4 separate regions of the Sus scrofa genome follow, and all the other regions are linked to region 4. Evidence: chromatin contacts called from public HiChIP or PLAC-seq data. All regions are on one chromosome and are shown on one strand. The core of a region is the stretch at or near the end of the contact, and the rest is flanking DNA. Distances in the headings are between cores, read along the strand shown. Region 1 holds the start of WRAP53 (telomerase Cajal body protein 1). Region 2 holds the start of SAT2 (spermidine/spermine N1-acetyltransferase family member 2). Region 3 overlaps FXR2 (fragile X mental retardation syndrome-related protein 2). Region 4 holds the start of SLC2A4 (solute carrier family 2 (facilitated glucose transporter), member 4).

Region 1 (2,770 bases), core at 134-2,633, 330 kb before region 4:
AAGCCAAATATCACTTTAAATGACTTCGGAACTGACGGCCGAAAATGCTACCTGTGGAAACTCACGGTGAAAAAATACCCTGTTTGTGACAGGAAACATGTGGACTGTACTTTCTCCATCTACAGGCAGGACTTAAAAGTGCCCTGGCTGAGGAAGGGGCAGTTAGTCCCTACCCTTACCATTTCTGCGTATTCCAGCTGCTCCCCCTCACTGTACAGCTCTGGGGGCAGGTTATAAATCCGCAGGACGTTATCAGCACTATTGGTCAGGATGCAGGAACCATCAGGGGCCCTAGGAGTAGGAGAGAGAAGCCTGGATAGACCTGTATCTTGCGAGTGTTGGGCTTGAGCTGAGCAGACCTGTGGCAGAGGTGAGCCCCCTCCTCATCCTTACTTACCACTTACAGCCTTTCAAGAAGTTCTCAGGTTGGGTGCTGAACTCTGACCAGGAACCGCTAAGAAACCGGGGTAGCTGCGAGAAGCTGTAGTTCCAAGTGCTGGAAGGAAGATGGGGAAGACAAACCTGGGTCGCCAAAGCCAAGGAGAAATGGGCCTGGAGAAGTGGGGCTGAGGACTGGCGGATGAGATATATCTCACATTTCCAACCTCCTCAGATTCCTGAGCCAACTGCCATCAGCACTTACGTGTATCCCTCATCCTCTGGAGCGGGTTCCTCAGACACATCTTCCATGTCTTCTCCCGGCCCCAACTCTGGCTTGTTCGTTTCTTCTGCAGGAAGGCTCACTTTTTCAGAAAGTTCTTGCTCCTCGATTCGAGGGCTCAACTCACTAGGAGTATCAAACTCAGCTTCCAACGGAGTGGAGAGAGAAGCTGGGTCCCCTTCCCCCAGCTCCTGGGACACGGCCGAGCCAGCTCCAGGATCCGGGGATATCCGGGGCGCATCATCCCCATCGGGTGGCGGTGGCGTCTGTTCAGGGTTCGTATTTTTATCCATCGAGGAAGCCTGAGGAGAGAGACGGGCTGCAGCTGGGGCCTGGTCTGAAGGAAGGCAGTCCGGAGCTAACACTGGCGCCTCCGGGGTCTTCATACTGCAGAGGAAGCACGGCAAACATTGGCCGCGGCCAGGCAATCCTCTTCCCGCCGGCTACCAGCTGCCGGGCCTGCGGAACGGCAGAGACCGCCGTAAGTTCGCACGGATCCGGACGCAGAACTGGAGAAACCCAGCAGTGCCTTCTTTCTGCTCCCGGGATAGGACAGAAAACAGCCCCCCGCCCCCAGGCCTCGCGAGGCGAGGCGGGCGAACAGGAATGTTGGAGAGCTCGGCGATCCTTAGCCCTGTCGGTGGCTACGCGCCACCTGTTCTCGCGGGATTTGGGCCCACCATTCGATTGGACCTCCGCATCCCGGATCAGACTTCGCGGGCGACCCACAAGAGGGGCGGGGCAGGGACGTAACAGGTCACGGGTTACCGTTCCCCTCCAGTCCTGAATCTCCTAGTGCCTGCTGGGACTTGTAGTCCGAGAGCTTCTGAGTCAGGGAGATGTGTCTGAGCTCCTCGCGCTATCATTCTTCAAGCACCTACTCCCCTCCCCACCTGCAGAGGGCGCGAGCGCTATATTTGTTTTTACGGGGTTTGAACCTGTTTTGCATCTCAACTCCTCAGACCTCCGTCTCTTTTCATTCATTCAATAAATATTTATCATTGAGCTCTTCTTTGCTACCCAGTACTGTACTGGAAAAGACAAGAATGAATAAGATAGTAGGCAAGGTCTCTGCTCTCCTAACGCTTAGGTTGCTGTGTATTGAAGGCAAGGAACAAATTATTTCAAAACGTGATAGGGTCTAGGAAGGAAATTAAACAAGACAGTGTGATACAACGTAACTAGGAGAATACGTTAGCTTGGAACATTAAGGAAGGTCTTCCTAAAAATTGACATTTTAGCTAATGAGGAACTATCCAGCCATCTGGGAGAGCAGAGTTCCAGGCAAAAGGTGCAAAGGCTGTCTTTCTTTCACCTTCATGTCTGACTCGGGGACAAGTCTTTCAAAATGGTTTCCACCAATTCTGTTCTCACAGATCTGGGTTGTCGAATTTCTTCACCGCAAACTGTCAGTAGCTACAAAACCAACACAGCAGGAATCCTGACTCCCCTCACCCTCACCACCTCCGTCCGTCGCCACCGCCCGCAGGGTAATTGCTTGCCCTTACTTGTCATGGCGACTTTGTGCCAGGAGTCTCGCGATGGTTGCTGGGATTGGGATTTTCCCCTCCCATGTGCTCGGACTGGCGCTAAAAGTTTTGAGCTCCTCAAAAGTCCAGGGCCACCATCCTTGGCGCAGGTAGCTGCTGGTCTCCGGGGTCACCTGACGTCCCGTCTCGAGCGTGCATCCCAGGACAGTGACACGCTCTCCTGAGCTTCGGGTAAGCTCTTAACTGAGCCTGATGAATACTCTATGAGTCATGGGCTCTCGGGTCTGTGTATTTTCAGCTCAGAAGAAAGGAGGATGGAGGTGGAGCGAAAGATTTAGTGATTTGGGGGGGGGGGGGAAATGGAAGTTCTTCTAGCGGCATCAACAGAGGAATGCAATGTTGGGAGGCCTGAGTGTAGATGATAGGGATGTTAGGACCAACCGAACTAAAAAGCTGAACACCTGCGCCGGGTAGTGGGGCTTTGGGGAAAACTTGAGCCTGCCTAAGGGGTTCTTCCCCACCACCGCCACCACCCCATTTCAGTACCCGGTGTGGGGGAGCCCTTAATAAGACACACAAAGCATCAAGGTCCGAGGCTTTGGGATCTTGGAACTTTGGG
Region 2 (2,700 bases), core at 153-2,652, 280 kb before region 4:
ACCATGAGCTCTAAAAGCAGTCCTGCCTGGCTCCCCAAGTAGCATCCTCCGTGAGGTCTACAGCTGAGACATGGAACCTCAAATACTAGCTGGGTGACTGTGGGCAAGTCACCCCACTGTCATGCTTCAGTGTCCTCCTCTGTGAAACGTGAAAAATAATACTTTATGGGGTTACTGTGAACGAGGATGAATGGGGATAATGCAGGCACAGCGCCTGGTATCTGCTCTGAGCTCCTTCCTCAATATTCTCACAAGCTCTGAGGTTTGCCTCATAGGGAGGTATTGTCTTTGTATCCACTGACTGATTCAGCAGATACTGAGAGACTCCCCCCCCCAAGCCCCCACCCCCCATTATCTTCCCTTATCAGTTTCCTACAAGGCCTAACCATTTACCACCAGAAATTCATCACCCTCTCCCTGATCCATTTTATTTTATTATTTTACCTTTTTTTTTTTTTGTCTTTTCTAGGGCCACTTCCGTGGCATATGTAGGTTCCCAGGCTAGGCGTCAAATCGGAGTTGTAGCCCCTGGCCTATGCCACAGCCACAGCAATGGGGGATCGGAGCTCCATCTGTGACCTACACCACAACTCATGGCAACGCTGGATCCTCAACCCACTGAGCGAGGCCAGGGATCAAACCCGCAACCTCATGGTTCCTAGACAGATTTGTTAACCACTGTGCCACGACGGGAACTCCTATTATTTTATTCTTAAAAAAAATTTGTTTGGGAGTTTCCGTTGTGGCTCAGTGGTTAACGAATCTGACTAGGAACCATGAGGTTGCGGGTTCGATCCCTGGCTTTGCTCAGTGGGTTAAGGATCAGCGTTGCTGTGAGCTGTGGTGTAGGTTGAAGACATGGCTCGGATCCTGCATTGCTGTGGCTGTGGTACAGACTGGCAACTACAGCTCTGATTTGACCCCTGACCTGGGAACCTCCATATGCCACGGGTGCGGCCCTAAAAAGCAAAATGAATAAGTAAATAAATAAAAATAAATTATAGTTTATTTTGCAATGTCCCTGGCCTATTTTAAAATACAAAGGCTCCTAAGAGAAGTAACACTTTGAGCCAGAAGGAGGTTTGGGGCTCGTCCCAGGTGGGTGGGCTGGAATGGGTGAGTTTGAGTAAATGGTACAGCAGATTCTGCACACTTCAGTTAAAGAAGGTGTCTTTTGAGCCGTGGGCTTTCTCTCTCCGGTGGAGCCTGGAACACCCAAAAAACCGCGAAGAAGCCTCGGCAGTCCAGCCTTGACCCCTGCCCAGAGGCGCGGTCACGAGACCTGGTCAAGGGGGCTGGGCTGGGGTGGGCGGGGACATGCCTTCTCTGCAAGCTGATTGGCTGATTGGTGCGCGCCTGCCCCTGCCGAATTTAGAGGCTACCAGGCAGTGAAGACCCCTCGCCTAGTCGCTGTCGCTCCCCCCGCAGTAGCCGGAATTGGACTTCGGCTTTCCAGCCCGCGGCTCCTTCACCGCCTCGCTTCCCACCCGTGCCCCCGGCTTCCCGGGATCCGAATTTGTAGGCCTCTTAAAGGGTCCCAGTTGCTCTTCGCCCGGTGCTCCAGAGCGGAAGTGGGGGTCCTGGACTTTGGTCCCAGACGTTGAGGATCGGAATGGCTTCCGTGCTCATCCGAGAGGCCAAGGAGGGAGACTGTGGAAATATCCTGAGGATGATTCGGGTGAAAGATGCGGGCCGGAAACCAGGGTCCCAGAGGGGGTCAGAGCGGCGCGGCGGGAGTGGGGCGGGAAGGAGAAGGTGGGAGCAGAGGGAGAAGGGCTCCCTGGGGTCCTGCTCGGGGAGCAGGGAGACCTCCTGCCTTAATCTTGTCTCTGCCCCCCACGCCATAGGAACTCGCCGAGTACGAGAAACTGTCCGACCAGGTGAAGATCAGTGAAGAAGGTAGAGGCCCAACACCTGGCTCCTGCTGGAGGCTGGGGAGGGAGTGAGGGATGAGTTCAGGCAGTAGCTCCAGGCTGGGCACACATCCAGGCCTTCTCTCTCTATCTCTTTGTCGCAACTCCCATCCTGCAGCCCTGAGAGCAGACGGCTTCGGAGAGAATCCTTTCTTTCACTGTTTGGTAGCAGAGATTCTTCCTGCCCCTGGGGAGCCACAGGGTAAGAACATCCCGACCTCAGAGGGGCCCCCTGCAGTCAGCCTCAGAGGTCGCTCCCCCAGGCGCCCAGTCACCTGCCCTTCTTTTTTCTCTCTCAGGGTCTTGCATGGTGGGCTATGGGCTGTACTACTTCATCTATAGCACATGGACCGGACGGAATATTTATCTGGAAGACATCTACGTGAAGCCAGAATATCGGGGTACTGGGCAAGACTGGGGTGGGAAGAAATCATCACCCCATAGACTGCCCCATCTTTTGCCCCTTAATCGTAGCCTGTGGTCTTTTCTGATCCCCTTCAGCTCAGACAATCCCTCTTTTTGCTTTTTTCTCCCTACATCAGGTCAGGGGATTGGTTCCAAAATAATCAAAAAAGTGGCTGAGGTGAGGAGAGGGGTGGGGCTACAAGCTGGGCCCTGGCAAAGCCAAGCCAGATGGGAGGCACCTGGGTTGAATGGCAGGTGAGAAGGCCTTTTCCTTTTTGACCCCCGGAAAGTGAGCGATTCTTCTCCCATAGGTGGCCCTGGATAAGGGCTGCTCCCAGTTCCGCCTGGCAGTCCTGGACTGGAACAAGAAGGCCGTGGACTT
Region 3 (2,700 bases), core at 47-2,546, 270 kb before region 4:
CAGCCACAGTTGCAGCCTTAGCTGCAAAGCCAGATCCTCGTGCTGGGCCGGTAATTGAACCTGTGTCCCAGGGCTCCAGAGACACTGCTGAGCTGATCCCGATGTGCTACAGTAGGAATTCCTTTCCAGTTTCTTAGCAGTGTCCAAGTCTCACATCTTTTTTTTTTTTTTTTTTTTTTTTTTTTTTTTTTTTAAACATAAAAGTGATTTTATTTGCAGGGGAGAGGGACTCTAGTCGAACATGCTAAACCCCATGTTATGGTCTGACTCCCTCACATCTTTTAAATTCTATTTTTTCCTGCCATAAATTGTGTTCATTTTGAACTTCTCCAGTGTTGCGATTATCTCCTTAGGACCCAGTCTTCTAGCCACCAAGTTTGCTGTGTTAGGGAGCTAGACCCTTTTCTCTTGGCAGATCCTGATGTCCTTTAGGTGTTCCAGGGCAGCCTCACACTGTCTCATGGGATATTCTTAGCTTTGCTGAATGTTGTTGGTATTTTAATTGAACTCTGGCAAGCTGCTCAGCACAGCAGGAGGCAGACAGATATGGAGGCCCCTGTGGGAGCCATAGGAGTCCACTAGTTTCCAGGCTGTTGTGATGTAGGTGATGTTTCTCCCTTCTACTTAATTTCTCTCTCAACTTACTGGATTTTGCCACATCTTTTTTCGTGGAATATTATTTCTTTTTTTGCAACTTCAACATTCACATTCCTTCCCCAATACAGCTTTTTTGTCCCTGCTTTTAGATTGCTTGTGTCCCAGTCTAAAATTCCAAAAGTGTCTGTTCCCTTCATAGCTGAGGTTGTGGTAAATTGTCATTTTCTTTTTCTTTTTTTTCATTGTTCTCAAATCCATTCTAGGGCTTTGTGAAGGATGTCCATGAAGACTCTGTCACCATCTTCTTTGAAAACAAGTAAGACCTTGGGAATAGAGAATCCAGTAGGTCCTAGAAGGAGAGTGGAGAAGCGGGGGCGGCTGAATCCCATGAGGCATGTAATAGGTGGGGGAGAGCCAAGGGTTTGGGTGGGCAACTTCTCTGGATCACAGGAGAGGAAAGGGCCGAAATGTGAGGATCGGGGGGCATTTGACTCAGTATTTAGGTTCTCGCAAGAGATGAGAGACACCATTATGGAGGAGGGCCTGGGGTTTAGCGCCTAATCACCAGGGAGGGTAGAAAATGCACAGTGGAGGAAGTAGCCTCTTCCTGAAGAAATGGACAAGTGCAGAGCCTGAATAGCTTTCGTATCACCGTTTCCCTTGCAGCTGGCAGAGTGAGAGACAGATTCCTTTTGGGGACGTCCGGCTACCACCGCCAGCTGACTATAATAAGGAGATTACAGAAGGGGATGAGGTGGAGGTAAGGACCATGGCGTCCTCCCTTGCTAAATGTCGCTTTTCCCAGGATTCTGCATCTCCCTTATCCTGATGCCGGTATCCTGGCCCCGCCACTGTGGCTCACTCTCCTTCCTTCCTAAGCTAAGCTGCTTCATTGAGCTGGGCAGCCTGTGGGAGAGTGAAATGCAGCAGTTCTCTGTCCGTCACTGTGTGATGCAGCCAAGCTCTCAGGGAGCTTCCCAGTTTCAGGGGATTCAGTTCTCTCTGTATAACAACAGCATCTAAAGTCCAGAGCCCTCTGATTTTAATTAGCAGCTCCTTCCTCTGGTTTCCTTTATCTTAGTTTAGGATGCCTCTCACGTGTCTTAATGTTTACTCCATTCTTGATGTTTTTGGATGGTCCTCAATTCTCTTTTATTTTGAACTTCTCTTCTCTTCAGGTTTATTCTCGAGCCAATGAGCAAGAACCTTGCGGCTGGTGGCTGGCCCGAGTGCGGATGATGAAGGGAGATGTGAGTGGTTGTGAAGGTCTTTGCAGAGCTACCAAACCCATTTTAGGGGAAGAAAGGTGGGAGATGGAGACTCAGGTCATCCATAGTTTCTTTCTCTTCTTCCTCCTGCCAGTTCTATGTCATTGAATATGCTGCCTGTGATGCCACTTACAATGAGATTGTCACCCTGGAACGGCTTCGGCCAGTTAATCCCAATCCCCTTGCAACCAAAGGCAGCTTCTTCAAGGTGACCATGGCTGTGCCTGAGGATCTGAGAGAGGCGTGAGTGTTGGGGATGTTGGGAGTGGGGGCCTCTTTATGGTCCTCATCGCTGCCCTTGTTTCTCCCAGGCGCTGCTTCCAGTTTCAGTGTTCTTTGTTGTTCCCGTGGCCCTCTAGAGCCCTTTTTGCTCCCAGTTCCCCTGCTTCCTCATCCCTGTTCTTTTACTCAAGTCCCTCTTATTTTTCTCAGTCCCCTCTTTCTCTCTCCCCTGAACCTTCAACTCTGCACTCTGCCCTCTGAGCACTGTCCTCTTTCCCTGCAGCTGCTCCAATGAAAATGTCCATAAAGAGTTCAAGAAAGCATTGGGAGCCAACTGTATCTTTCTCAACATCACAAATAGTGAGCTCTTCATTCTGGTGAGTTTATTCTGCCTGAATTTCACCTAAGCCCACTCCCCTTTTAATCCTTTGCAAGAAGGAAGAGCTAAAATGTGCTTATATTTATTTGGCAGAGAGGACTGTATAGCTCCAGACCCTTGTGGGCTCGGGTTAGCCTATGTTTCCTTAGTCTTTCTCACGTGTGACCTTAGTTTTTTTCCTACCTGACCATCGTATTACAGTCTGGGCTAGGGACCCTCTCTTGCATATTTGGA
Region 4 (2,700 bases), core at 123-2,622:
ACTCGCTGCTGAGGGGGCTCCCCATCCTGGGCAGGTGGAAGCAGAGAGGGGACATGTCACGTGGAATTGTGGTTTCTTTCCTTCCCTCTGAGGCCTGGGCCCAGCAGGAGCCTTAAGGTGCTGGGTTCCATCCAGCTCGTTGGGTGAGGAAAGTGGACCTTATTAGGAATCCCTTGAAGATCTCAATGTAAACAAGAGCGGGAAGAACCTGCGGGCAGCTGGGCTTGGGGGGGGGGGACCGATGTTTGAGTCCAGCAGGCAGAGAAATGTTTGAGGACCTGGGTCTCACAATTCCTCTGTGACCTTGGGACAGCCTTGGTCTTACAAGACCTGAGTTCAGATTTTGTGTGACCTTGGGTAAGTCACTTCCCCTCTCTGAACTGTGGAGAACTGGGGAGATACGGATGATGTTGCCTGCTTTGTCTATGTGTCAGTGAAAGTGTGAAAATCAAAATTGAATGTTAATTGTGTCCCCAACTGTACTGGCTTTATAAAGTGACAAGTGCATTATCATCAGCAGCCTCTGTCCTCTTCCCTCCTCCCTGGGGGTTCTGGCAGCCGGCTCCTGGAAGCCCCCAACAGGTTCAAGAAGGGCAGTTCCTAAAAGGACATCGCGGTCATTCCTCCCAGCCTTGTGGCCGTCTCTGTCTCCGCCCCAGCCTCCCTTCCCCCTCTAAGCTGCGACAAAGGGCAGGGGGCCATGGCGGCTCTCGCCTGGGAGAGACTTGCCCAGGGGATGGGGGCGGGAAGGTGGTGTGAGGGGCGGTGGTGGTGGTGGTGGTGGTGGCTGATCGCTGGCGGCACAGACTGTCTCCAAAGGGAAACCTGAGCTGGAGGAGGGAGGGCCGACACTCCCCTCTACCCCTCCACCAACCGCGGGGCCGAGGGAAAGTTCAGCGTCCAGGAGGACTGCCAAGTGTGGGGGTGGGGGCCAACGGAGAAGCCTCTGGTCCTCGAAAAACTGCGGTCGAGCCGGGACAAACGGACAGCTCCTGGAGGGCAAGACCCGCCGGGGTCTGCTTGCTCAAGCTGGATTGAATGCAGGGTGTCCCCGATCCCCGCGCAGCGCGAGGAGGGGCGAACCCTGGGACGCGCGGAATGCAGCTGTAGTCCTTGCCCCGGAAAGTTCCCCCAGACCCACTCTGCCTCCACGAGGGACTGGAATTCGACAGTCACGGGTTGTCAAGCCCCGGGTATAAATAGCCAGTCCCCCACCCCACCCCCTGCACCTGCGCAAGGACCGCCCCCTCGCTGACCCCAACTGCGACCCCAGCCCGAGAAAAAGCGGGACCCGTGTCCCCATCCCGCCCCTGAATGTTAAGCCCTACTTCGGAGCCGATCTGTTGGAAGCCCGACGGCATCTTGTCTTAGGAGCTGGAGGCGCAGGAGCTGCCGGAGACCGGAGAGAGGCGACTGGGGGTCTGTGGCCCCAGCCTGGCGGGCAGAAGGACACAGGGGCGACGGGGGTCCCGAAGCGCAGTACGGAGGGCGGGCCGGGTCGGACCCACAGCCACAAGCCGAGGAGCCAGAGTGTAGCTCCCAGGGATCTGGTGGAGCCTGGCTTGGGGGGAAAAGACCCGAGGAGCAGCCCCCGCAGCCCCCAGGGCCACGCCTTTCACAGCACCCATTGGCCAGGAGCCCGCACACCCCAGAAGGCCACGCCCCTCCCTGAGCTCGGGCTGGGAATTTGGCACCAGCCGTCGGGTTGGCCGGCGAGGCCACGCCCCTTAGCGTGCCCGGCGAGACACGCCCCTCGGTTCCCGCCAGCTTTCCGCCGGGAAGTGTTTGAGAAAAGGGTCCTGGGAGACCTGGCGGCTCCGTCGCCTTAAGTGCGAAGACTCCGCCCACTTGCCAAGCTTGGGGGCCGGAGAAGCGACTTCAAAGCCCTGCGCGTTGGCTCGGAACCGCGGGGTCTGAGAGGAGATGGGCCAGGTACACTTGCCCGGTTGAGACCGCGGGCGGCCCGAGACAGCGCGAGGCGGCGCGCGGGGTGGGTGCGGGCCAATGGCCTAGAGTAACCCACGGCGGTTATTTTTAGCTCCTACGTTGGGAGACGCCAAATGTCAGGTCCCCGGTGTCCTGGCCTGTCCCGGGCGGGGTGGTGGTGGCAGGGAGATGGAGCCTTAAAGGGTCCGCGACACGCTCCCCACGCGGTGATGGCCCCGGGGACAGGAAATTCCGTTCCTAGCGGGTCGGGTGTCTGGACTTGGTGGTCCTCTTTCCGTACATCCCTGCTCCGGGCTCTGCCTATCTGGTCCTTCCCCTACACCCGTGGCCCACGTTGGTTACTGGAAGCGGCCCAAGGGACAGGTGGTCACACCAACCACGTCACCAGTCCTGAGGCCCCTGAGTTGCCAAGAATGTGCTAGCCGCGTGGACGACTTGGGACACGCTCCCTGGAGGCCGCTCTGGGTTTGAATCCCCAGCTAAATCCTGCCCAGGGAGGAGGGCACGACCTAGAGTTGGCATGTCCCGAGAGCAGCAGAACACTGGGTAGGGGAGCGCACGCGGCTGGGAAAACGGGCCTCGGAAGCGCGGTGCTGTAGTGCCATCTGGAGGGAGAGCGCGGATCCGCAGCGGATCGGGCCGAGGTGGTCTCCGAGCCACTCTCCCAGACCTTCTCCCACTCCAAGGTGCCCCTCAGGCCCATCCCAGACCTCCTTCTGGAGCTCTAGATCTGAGTATTCGGTTACCGCCTGG

The links. HiChIP or PLAC-seq counts read pairs in DNA pulled down with a chosen protein or histone mark.
Region 1: an H3K27ac HiChIP or PLAC-seq map of alveolar macrophages shows a contact between it and region 4, with 5 times the contacts expected there. The contact joins the promoter of WRAP53 here to the promoter of SLC2A4 in region 4. A contact is called at or near these places in 2 of 47 Hi-C or Micro-C datasets (heart right ventricle and liver) and 2 of 2 datasets of contacts at active chromatin or transcription factors (alveolar macrophages and skeletal muscle).
Region 2: an H3K27ac HiChIP or PLAC-seq map of alveolar macrophages shows a contact between it and region 4. The contact joins the promoter of SAT2 here to the promoter of SLC2A4 in region 4. A contact is called at or near these places in 2 of 2 datasets of contacts at active chromatin or transcription factors (alveolar macrophages and skeletal muscle).
Region 3: an H3K27ac HiChIP or PLAC-seq map of skeletal muscle shows a contact between it and region 4. The contact joins the enhancer-like site here to the promoter of SLC2A4 in region 4. A contact is called at or near these places in 14 of 47 Hi-C or Micro-C datasets (alveolar macrophages, blood, embryonic fibroblasts and 9 more) and 2 of 2 datasets of contacts at active chromatin or transcription factors (alveolar macrophages and skeletal muscle).

What each region holds. Positions count from the first base shown.
Region 1 is chr12:52,953,287-52,956,056 of Sscrofa11.1, reverse strand. WRAP53 (telomerase Cajal body protein 1) reads right to left here and starts at 1,383. Exons shown (of 10, transcript XM_003131944.4): 1 at 644-1,383; 2 at 398-496; 3 at 180-291. The coding sequence starts at 1,047. It overlaps TP53 (tumor protein p53), which reads left to right and starts at 2,271. Exons shown (of 11, transcript NM_213824.3): 1 at 2,271-2,382.
Region 2 is chr12:52,912,016-52,914,715 of Sscrofa11.1, reverse strand. It overlaps SAT2 (spermidine/spermine N1-acetyltransferase family member 2), which reads left to right and starts at 1,402. Exons shown (of 6, transcript NM_001129962.2): 1 at 1,402-1,678; 2 at 1,848-1,899; 3 at 2,032-2,115; 4 at 2,213-2,314; 5 at 2,456-2,496; 6 at 2,630-2,700. The coding sequence starts at 1,613. It overlaps SHBG (sex hormone-binding globulin), which reads right to left and starts at 5. Exons shown (of 7, transcript XM_021066315.1): 1 at 1-5. The coding sequence starts at 5.
Region 3 is chr12:52,893,692-52,896,391 of Sscrofa11.1, reverse strand. It overlaps FXR2 (fragile X mental retardation syndrome-related protein 2), which reads left to right. Exons shown (of 17, transcript XM_003131974.5): 2 at 861-913; 3 at 1,264-1,357; 4 at 1,776-1,847; 5 at 1,960-2,108; 6 at 2,371-2,464. The coding sequence starts at 1,833. Among named protein-coding and RNA genes, the nearest start is that of FXR2, 8.2 kb to the left of the region's middle. Within about 2 kb of position 1,296, at least 3 of the 83 cell types and tissues checked have an H3K27ac peak or open chromatin away from gene starts, as enhancers often do. A contact at or near this core is called in skeletal muscle, where this site is marked.
Region 4 is chr12:52,627,418-52,630,117 of Sscrofa11.1, reverse strand. SLC2A4 (solute carrier family 2 (facilitated glucose transporter), member 4) reads right to left here and starts at 1,372. Exons shown (of 11, transcript NM_001128433.1): 1 at 1,329-1,372; 2 at 1-26. The coding sequence starts at 1,361. It also overlaps a transcript of CLDN7 not described here.